Regions from separate parts of the Mus musculus genome. Here all the other regions are linked to region 1. The links are chromatin contacts, called in public HiChIP or PLAC-seq maps. All regions are on one chromosome and are shown on one strand. Each heading gives the region's core, a stretch centred on a gene start, on an enhancer-like site or on the middle of the called end of the contact. The rest is flanking DNA. Distances are from core to core; before and after follow the strand shown.

Evidence for each region. HiChIP or PLAC-seq counts read pairs in DNA pulled down with a chosen protein or histone mark.
Region 2: an H3K27ac HiChIP or PLAC-seq map of the HPC-7 cell line shows a contact between it and region 1, with 5 times the contacts expected there. The contact joins the enhancer-like site here to the promoter of Inpp5d in region 1. A contact is called at or near these places in 2 of 39 promoter capture datasets (the 3T3-L1 cell line and hippocampal neurons), 1 of 484 Hi-C or Micro-C datasets (cerebral cortex), 4 of 115 datasets of contacts at active chromatin or transcription factors (the HPC-7 cell line, acute myeloid leukemia, double positive thymocytes and 1 more) and 2 of 9 other capture datasets (embryonic stem cells and pancreatic islet).
Region 3: an H3K27ac HiChIP or PLAC-seq map of thymic regulatory T cells shows a contact between it and region 1, with 4 times the contacts expected there. The contact joins the promoter of Ngef here to the promoter of Inpp5d in region 1. A contact is called at or near these places in 6 of 39 promoter capture datasets (embryonic stem cells, hippocampal neurons, liver and 1 more), 1 of 484 Hi-C or Micro-C datasets (the C2C12 cell line), 14 of 115 datasets of contacts at active chromatin or transcription factors (VIP interneurons, acute myeloid leukemia, astrocytes and 11 more) and 4 of 9 other capture datasets (adipose tissue, embryonic stem cells, macrophages and 1 more).

Annotation. Positions count from the first base shown.
Region 1 is chr1:87,618,724-87,621,728 of GRCm38.p6, reverse strand. Inpp5d (inositol polyphosphate-5-phosphatase D) reads right to left here and starts at 1,417. Exons shown (of 27, transcript NM_010566.3): 1 at 1,098-1,417. The coding sequence starts at 1,240.
Region 2 is chr1:87,739,195-87,742,199 of GRCm38.p6, reverse strand. Gm33517 (predicted gene, 33517) reads left to right here. Exons shown (of 4, transcript NR_157047.1): 2 at 1,338-1,498; 3 at 2,315-2,419. Among named protein-coding and RNA genes, the nearest start is that of Gm33517, 15 kb to the left of the region's middle. Within about 2 kb of position 1,404, at least 22 of the 459 cell types and tissues checked have an H3K27ac peak or open chromatin away from gene starts, as enhancers often do. A contact at or near this core is called in the HPC-7 cell line, where this site is marked.
Region 3 is chr1:87,508,960-87,511,964 of GRCm38.p6, reverse strand. It overlaps Ngef (neuronal guanine nucleotide exchange factor), which reads left to right and starts at 1,603. Exons shown (of 13, transcript NM_019867.2): 1 at 1,603-1,872; 2 at 2,578-2,720. The coding sequence starts at 1,766.

The DNA of each region.
Region 1 (3,005 bases), core at 168-2,667:
CGCAGGTCTAGGTGTTCATAGAACCCACACTCCTGGCTCTCTTGAAGATGAAACTAGCCAACAAATGCCTAGCACAGCAGGTCCCAACATGAGTCAGAGCTCAGAACAGTCTGTGGTCAGTCACCCACTTCCCTCCTGCATGAAGATTGGGGGGGGGGCAGCTAGCTGCTCTGAAAGATCTTTCTCTCAGTCCAGGGACAATCTATCAGATGGTACCTGTGCTGTTCAAGTAGGCACACCCTTCCTGACAGTGTTCCTGCCCTGCTCCAGCCTGAAGCCTGGACAGGGTCTGACCACAGGACTATAGGGGTGGCGGCCTTCCTCAGAAGACGCTAGACGGACGGAGTGTTAAAAAGGAACCTTCAGCAAGTGGCTGTTTCCTCTGTTGTTAGGATAACCAGCATATTCAGCAACATCTTCACACTGGGCTGTGGGGGGGTACCAACGGGGGCAGAGACCTGGATAGGGAGGGACATAGCTGAGTGCAAGGAGGGACAGAGACCTACTCAGAGAGCAGCTCTGTGGCTTCCTGTGTCCTTGCAGCCTAGAGTAAAATGTGTACACGAGGAATCCTATCCTGATTAAATGCACCCCGGACTCAGCTCCCCAAATAGAATTAGCTCTAAGACCACATACTAGCAGGGTGGAGGAGGGGACCCTTTTGCCAAGGTTGCCCTTCACTGAGTCCCTGACTGACGCTTGAGCTGACCAAAATGCATTCCAATACACCCTCCACCAGAGAGGCCTGAGTTTCTTCCTGACTCTGTCCCTGCTCCTGCCACAGGAACTCACGGAGACCCCTGGCACCACAGGTCATGGAGGGCTGCAGTATAGGGGAGGCCCAGAGTCACTCAGAGAGCCCTAGCACCACACAAGCCTGTCATGACACAGGCTCCCTGAACTCGAACGCCAAGGTCCAAAGTGGGCCTCAGATGCTGCCCCCCCTTCTCCCCTCCCCACAGGGCAACGAAGTGCCAGTCACGTCCCACCATCCTATGACATAAACCTAACTCAAACTCCCATTACAGGGGTTCCCCCTTTGGATCCACACCTCAGTGGTCCCTGGATCTGACAGTTGGGAGGAGACGGGTACTCACAGCACGCAGAGTGCGTAGGCCCGGGGGATGGACTCGCTGGCACGCACAAGGAAGCTCCCGTCCTTGCCGGCTCTGGAAAGTAGCTCCTCTGCCTTGGAGCGGGTGATGTTGCCATGGTTCCACCCAGGGACCATGGCAGGCATGGGTCTCCTGGACTGGGTCAGCAGCCACTCCCAGGACGGACACTCCAGCAAAGTAGTTCAGGGCCCTCTCTAGGCTGAGACCTGCCGCCTGTTGCCTCTCAGAAATTGCCTCTGCTGCTCCTACCAGCTTAACTGACTGACTTCCTGTTTCAGGCACTCAGCGAGGGAGAGGAAACTGAGCTGCACAGAACTTCCTCATTATAGAAACCAAGTGGGGGGGGGGCATCATCTACCTTCCCACCCAGCCAGCACTGGCTGCCTGCTCCACCCTCTCACTCACTGGCTCTCTATTTCCCCTGAATGGGACCTAACCTCCAGAAGCGTCCATTATCAGCCGAAGTTCCACACGAGGGACGCAAGGGCTCTTTTAGCGTCAGGTTTCATGGCTGACTTCTCAAGCCTGGCCCAACATTTGTGAATAGGCCAAAGGCATGGCTCTCAGAAACCTTTGCTGATGTCCACAAGGGTGGTCACAGTTTTCCCCAGCGCCACCCAGCATACTTGTGATGGTGAGCTTTAACTGTCAACTTGACACAACATAGGATTGCCCAGGAAGAGAATCTCCATGAGGGAACGTCTGCATTGGGCTAGCCTGTGGATACATCTGTAGGGGTTGTTTTAATGAAGCTAGTTGATGTCAGAAGACCCAGCCCACTGTGAGCAACACTATTCCCTAGCTAAAACAGTCTGGTTTGGCCCCTCTGGACCTCTGCTGGGCACCTGGGGCTCACGGAAGGGCTTACATGTCCCTATGGTGCAAGCTGGCCACTTTGGTGATATATGTTACCGCGTTCTGCACTGCAGAAGCCCAAATGGCCAGTCAGGCTATTCCCTCTGTGGCTAGACATGGCTATGTTTGCTCACCCCTTAAAGGTCACCGTTCAGTACTAGCTGAGTTCTGCAGGTACTAAGGTAGCCACTGTCCCTTTGATCCCAGAGCTGGGTGACCTTGTTCCTCAGGCCAGGCCCACCAAGGGAAGTGCTGGCTTACGGCAGAAGTGGTGATTGTTCACTCCTTCATCTGAACCTTGTCACGTTAGATGTGACAACAGACCTAAGCCAGGCACCCCCCTACACACACATGCACGCACATACTGGAGCTTGGTTGAGCTTATCGCTCTCAGCCTCAGTTTTCTTTAGACTGCAGGGTGTAATTCAGAAAGGAGCTCTGGTGTGTGGAGGACATGGGAGCTGTGTTGATGTCATCCATGGCAGGAGCTTGGGGCCTGCAGGGCACAGCTGGTGGGAAATCTGAGAGTGGGTAGAGTACTCCAGCCAGGTCCTGAGCCAGAGGGAGGGGACATGGTCTCGACAAGAGCTCACGTCTACATTCTGATTTTGCCACCTGGAGGCTGAAGATGTTAACTCTAACTCTACAAGGGACCCTTCATGGAGTCCTCTCAAGTTCACAGTACCCCATGCAGCCCTCCTTAGGAAATCTCTGTCTAACACATTGTCTTAGTCAGGGTTTCTATTCCTGCACAAACATCATGACCAAGAAGCAAGTTGGGGAGGAAAGGGTTTATTCGGCTTACACTTCCATACTGCTGTTCATCACCAAAGGAAGTCAGGACTGGAACTCAAGCAGGTCAGGAAGCAGGAGCTGATGCAGAGGCCATGGAGGGATGTTCTTCATTGGCTTGCCTCACCTGGCTTGCTCAGCCTGCTCTCTTATAGAGCTAAGACTACCAGCCCTGAGATGGTCCCACCCACAAGGGGCCTTTCCCCCTTGATCACTAATTGAGAAAATGCCTTACAGTTGGAT
Region 2 (3,005 bases), core at 155-2,654, 120 kb before region 1:
AAATACCAATTAAGGCCACGTAACCAGTTGCAGAAACGAGGATTATAAGTAATATGAATGCCCATTGTAAATTTACTAATGCGTTTGCGATTGTACGAGGGATAGTTTTATCATGTTAGGCGTATTTACAACCTTGTTATTGTTTCATGTGAACATGAGATATTATTTGTGTCAAGTTGACAAGGGGTGGATTGTAGTGGCTATTCCTGGTTGTCAACTTGACAATATTTGAAATGAACTACAATCCGGAATTGGAAGGCTCACCAGTGACCCTTATCTGGAGGCTTGGAGATCCTTATCTGGATCTTGGTTTGAAGATCTTGAGCCATAGTGGCTATGGATTCCAGAAGATTGAATCTCCGAGTTTAAGGAACACACCTTTAATCTGGGCTACGCCTTTCATCTGGGATTAAAGGTGTGGTGGAACACACCTTTAATCTGGGCTACACCTTCTGCTGGAGACAATATAAGGACATTGGAAGAAGGGAGTCTAGCTCTTGCTATTGCTCCTTCGCCTGCTTGCTTCGTGAGACTGAGTAACTGCTAGATCCTTGGACTTCCATTCACAGCTGCGACTGAACCATTGTTGGGAATTGGGCTGCCGACTGTAAGTCATCAATAAATTCCTTTACTATTTAGAAATTATCCATAAGTTCTGTGACTCTAGAGAACCCTGACTAATACAGCTGTTTCCCTTCCCTTTGCTTGTGTCCTATTAGTTTTGTTACTCATTCCTCCTATCCACGTGGTAAATCAATGGCTCCCCTAATAGAGCCTGATCTTTGGCTCTTAACAACCAGTGTGGCAAGAAGGTGGGCCAATCTTCCTTGAGGGTTCATTTGGAGAGGTGGGCGTCTTCCCAAAGGGACTTGTAGAGCATCCCTTCTTGGCCTGCCCAGCTCTCCTTCTTCTACCCTTTTGGCAACAGCCTCTTCTTTCCTGGTTGCATGCATGGTCTGGATTATTGTTGGGGTTTTCTTCTTACCTGCCACTACTACACCAGGCAAGCCCCAGGGCTAGGTAGACAACTTGGCAGTCACCAAGCCAGTTCTTTCTTCTTGCAAGTAATGACCACGATTGTCCTGCTGCTCAGTTCTCTAGGATTCTGTGTAAGCATTCATCTATGTCTAAAGCTCAGGAGTTTCTGGAGCTGAGATCACATGAATTTTGAGTAAGTCACATTCTGTTTTAAATGATAGTATTTGCTGGTAAGATACTGATTTTTTTTAAAAAAATTGTAAACTGAAGGTTATAATTAGAAAGATTAGAATAACCTAGAATATTAGAAAATACTGTTGTTGCCATATGTTGAAGCTATTTTTTCTTTTCCTAAACAGAAAATGAAGGGACACCATTTCAAAACGGGCTGTTCAAATGAGTCATGAGATATTTATAGCTCCACAGGGTGTCTCACCAACACTGCACTCTCGTGTGGCAGAACCAGAAAGTGCAGCAGCAGGAGAATATTCAACAAATGAATATTGAAATATCATATGCCGTAAGATATGGTTTTTTGCTTAGCGGTCAAGTTGACATTTGTCTTTAATGAGACTCAGAGTTAAGACAGTGATTTGTTGAGATGCTTTGCAAATCACCGTGCACAATATGACAGTTACTCTTGATTGCTGGGCAGCAGAGATAACTCAGTTAAGTGCTGACACTTAAGCCTGAGGTTTCAGAGTTTGGAACCCTAGACTATGCAAAATAGCTGGATATATGGTATGTGTGTAAAACCCAAGAGCTAGAGTTAAGGGCATGGGGCAGGGGGGTGGGGCAGAAGGGCACAAATGGATCCTGAAGCTCATTGGCCAACTAGTATTGCCATCATAAGGTGAACGCATGGCTCACTGAGAGCTCTGTCTCAAAAAATAAGGTACAGGATGATAAAAGACATGCACGGTTGACCTCTAGTTTTTGTATGCCCACATACACATGTGCGCCTTGTACCACAAGTGCACATGTATTAACGGCATCCTGTCCCTCCTCCCCGCCCCCAGACTTGATTGTCAGCCTGACTGGATTGAGAGATGCCTAGATTAGCAAAGAACAATTCTGAATGTGTCCATGAGGGCTTTCCAGAGAGAATTAAGTAATGGATAAAGACCTTCCTTGAATGTGGGTGGCACTATCCAGTGAGTTGGGGGCCTAGATGGAGTAAGTGGGAGTTCGCAGGAGGAGGAGGTGAGACAACCAAGGACACACTCAGATGCCTGTTCCTATGGTGTGAGTGTCATAGGTCTGTCAAAACCTCTGTGACATCACTTGCTCAAATCTCAACCCAACAATAAAGCTTGTCCTCCTTAAATGGTTTCAGGTGTCTGTCACATGGATGAAATCTGATGATACTCAACGACGAGGAGAAGTCTAGGCAAACAGCATCCTGCAGGGATGAGGCCAATGATGGCTATTCTTCCACCAGGTAGACTTTATATCCTGACCATTTAAAATTTTTTAATTTAGTTGGGGCATGGTGGCATACATGTTTAATCCCAGCACTCAAAAGGCAGAGACTGGTGAATCTCTGAGTTTGAAACCAGCTTGGTTCTCAATGCAAGTTCCAGGACAGCCAGGACTACACAGAGAAACCTAGTGTCAAAAAACTTAAAAAAAAAAATTAAAGGCCACTCCACCTTGTGCCGAGGGCAGTGCCCAGGCACCACAACAATGGTAATGAAGAGATGGCAAAGACAGAAAACAACATTACATGCGCTGTGGAGAGAGGCAGAACTGGAGACCAGGTTGATATGGGTGGCCTGTGCTGCCATCTGAGGCCATGGTGATGTTCATGGTTTATGACCCTACTGCCAACAGCGAGGATGATCATGGTCTGTGCTGTTGCCAGAAATCCGAGGGACAGTGTCAAAACCATGTGGAGGGAGTGTCCATGCTCTCACTAGCTATAAAGAGCAAAGAAGCTACTTTTGCAATGATATTGATTATTGCATGCATAGTTGATAAAGAAGGACATAGAAGGCTTCTATGACAACCCCTACCCCTCAAACAGG
Region 3 (3,005 bases), core at 354-2,853, 110 kb after region 1:
GAGAGATGGGGGATTATGTCAGCTCCTGCAACCTGGGGATGACAGATCCCTCCTGCTTTGCTTTCTTATCTGTCGCTGTGACAGAACACCCAGACCAAAAGTAATTTAGGAGAGAAAGGGTTTATTTTAGCTCAAGTCAAGGCAGGGACTTGAAGCAGCCAGTCACAACACATCCACAATCAAGAAAAGAGACAGGAGCATATGCATGCTTACACCACTTAGCTCAGGTTTGGTTTGGTTTGGTTTTCTGTCTAACACCGTTTATGGGAATGGCACAGTCAAAGGTAGACTGGGTTTTCCCACCTCAATTAACCTAGTCAAGACAATTCCCCACAGACATGACTGATGTAGACAAGCCCTCCTTCAGACTCTCTTCTGTGGTTGCTTGCTAGGCTGTGTCATATGGCAATTAAACTAACCATTGCCCCTTCCAAATAAAACAACCCTCCCTTCCCAAAGCCATCGCTGTTTCTCTTGAGTCCCAGCCGCTGTGCCTCCCACCTACTCATCCAAGAACAAGCAACACTTGAGGCTGGAGCAACAACTCAGGTGTTAAGAACACATGTTGCTCTAGCAGAGAACCCAGGTTCAGTTGCCAGCACACACATGGTGGCTCACAACCATGTAACTCCAATAATTCCATAATTCCGGTTCCAGGGATCCAACGCTCTTTTCTGATTTTGAAAGGTACCAGTCAAACACATTGGTCACATACATACATGCAGGCAAAATACTCATATACCAGAAAAACCAATAAACACAGCTGCCTCAAACCCCCAGGAACAGGTTCCTTATAACCAATGCCCACAGGTGGAGTGTGGAGGGGGCCATGCTGGGGAACACTGTGTCCCACCCTCACCCTCAGGTACCTACAGAACTGGCCACACTACTCTTGACTTGAGATATTTCTCTCCTTATCCTCTCGTTTTATCTGAGCGCTGTACTAGCTAACAAACAGTAGGGTGCAGATCTACTTGTGGGTAGGGAAATCCTACTGCAGTTTCTGGAAACTTCTCCTTAACTCCCTCCTGGCAGCGTTTGGGGGTCGCTGGGAAAGATTTGGTCCAGCAGAAAGACCCACTCAGGAAAAACGTCTGCAGTGGTGGTGGTGGTGGGGGGGTTTCACACACACACACACACACACACACACACACACACACACACACACACACACACACACCTGAGAGTCAAGAGCAAGAGTGCAGGAGAAATAACTGTTTTCTCTCCAACTGGGAGTAGAGGGCATATATTCCCAAAGCATGATCTAGGAGACTGAATTGTAATGGGCAAGGGATGGGACAGAGGGTCGCCTCGCCCTCCCCTTCAAGAAACCCGGGGCGGAGCTATGAAAAACGACCCACTGGCAAGAGGGGAGATAGGCTGAGGCAGCTCTGTTCCCTCTGTCCCCGCGTCTCCCGGCACCCGGCGGCCGCGGGGGAGGCAGGCGCTGCGCGGCTCCGGTCCATGTGGGGAGTCACCGCCCCCTGGTCCGGGTGCACCCGGCCCTAGCGCCCCCACCTCGCCGCCGCCGGCCTCGCCCCCGCCGCGCGCGCCCCGCCCGCCTCCCCCGTTGCCGTGGCAACCCCGGGAGCCTCCAGGCGCGCGCTCGTCCGCGGGAGCGCTCTACAGCAGCGGCGGCGGCAGCTCCGGCTTGAGCCGCGCGCGCTGCGACCTCACTCAGAGCCCGCGCATTGCCCCCGGCTGGGCCCTGGGCCCCCCGCGCGGCTCCCCACCAGCCCCTGAGCCTACCCGGTCGCTGGTCCCCATGGAGCTGCTGGCTGCAGCCTTCAGCGCCGCCTGCGCCGTGGACCACGACAGCTCCACCTCGGAGAGCGACACGCGCGACTCGGCGGCGGGACACCTGCCGGGCAGGTGAGGACCCGCTGTATCCCGGCCCCCGCGCAATGTCCCCACGTACTCCCTCACACTCGCTCCCTAGGCGATGATCTCGGACCCCTGCGGCCTATCCGGGTCCTCGGCCCCCGGGCTCCTGCTGCCCCCCACTAACTCTAATCCGACGGACCTTCCCCCTGGGAGAGCCGTGCGTCCTGTTCCAGGTCACTAGCACCCAGTCCCAGCGTGGGATGGCCTCCTGCACCTTGTCCCTGGACGCCCAGAGTGTGCGCGTCCCGCCCTTCGCCCCTCTCTGCGCTCCCAGTCTCTGGAACTGGAGGACAGAGCCTCGAGTGGGGCCAGGGGGCACGGGACGGCTAAGGGAGTGGGGTGGCAGCGGGCTGGCAGGACCCGTTGGGGCGGCCTTCCGCGCTGTGCAGCGGCTAGGGTACGCCAACTTTCCGACGCCTGTCCGCGAGCTCGAAAAACATGAAGGTTTGGGCGGACTGGTGTAGGAGTGAATCACCCCGTCGCGCCCTGGTATGGTGACAAAAAGGGTTTGTCGGGCTCGCCCGGTCCGGACACGTGGCGGCCACTGTGGCCCCCCTTGGCTTGGAAGCTCTTAGGGGCAGTACCCTCCAGGCAGCAGCCGCTTGTGCTGACCGACAGTCGCCTCTTGCGATCTAGCCAAGGTGTGTCGTTGCTTAAAAATAAACAGCCGTCGCTCTCCTCCTTCTCTTGCAGCGAGTCATCCTCCACCCCTGGAAATGGAACCACACCCGAGGAGTGCCCAGCCCTCACCGACAGCCCCACCACTCTCACGGAGGCCCTGCAGATGATCCATCCCATTCCCGCCGACTCCTGGAGAAACCTCATTGAACAAATAGGTGGGTCCAGGGCAGGCAGCGACTCGTTTGGACCATGAGAGCCTGGTGGCTTCCAGGGGACCCTGGCTGCTGGGCTGACTGGCATGCGGCTTTTGACATGACTAGTTCTAATGGTTTCCTAGGCAGAACTGCCGAGTTTTATTAGTGCTGCACCACTGAGCTAATTTAGCTGGGATTGTGGTGTGTTTGTGAGACTGAGTCTCACACTGCAACCCTGGCTGGCCTGGAATTTACTCAGTAGCCCAGGCTAGCCTGGACCTCACCTCCTGCCTGAGAACTTGAGTT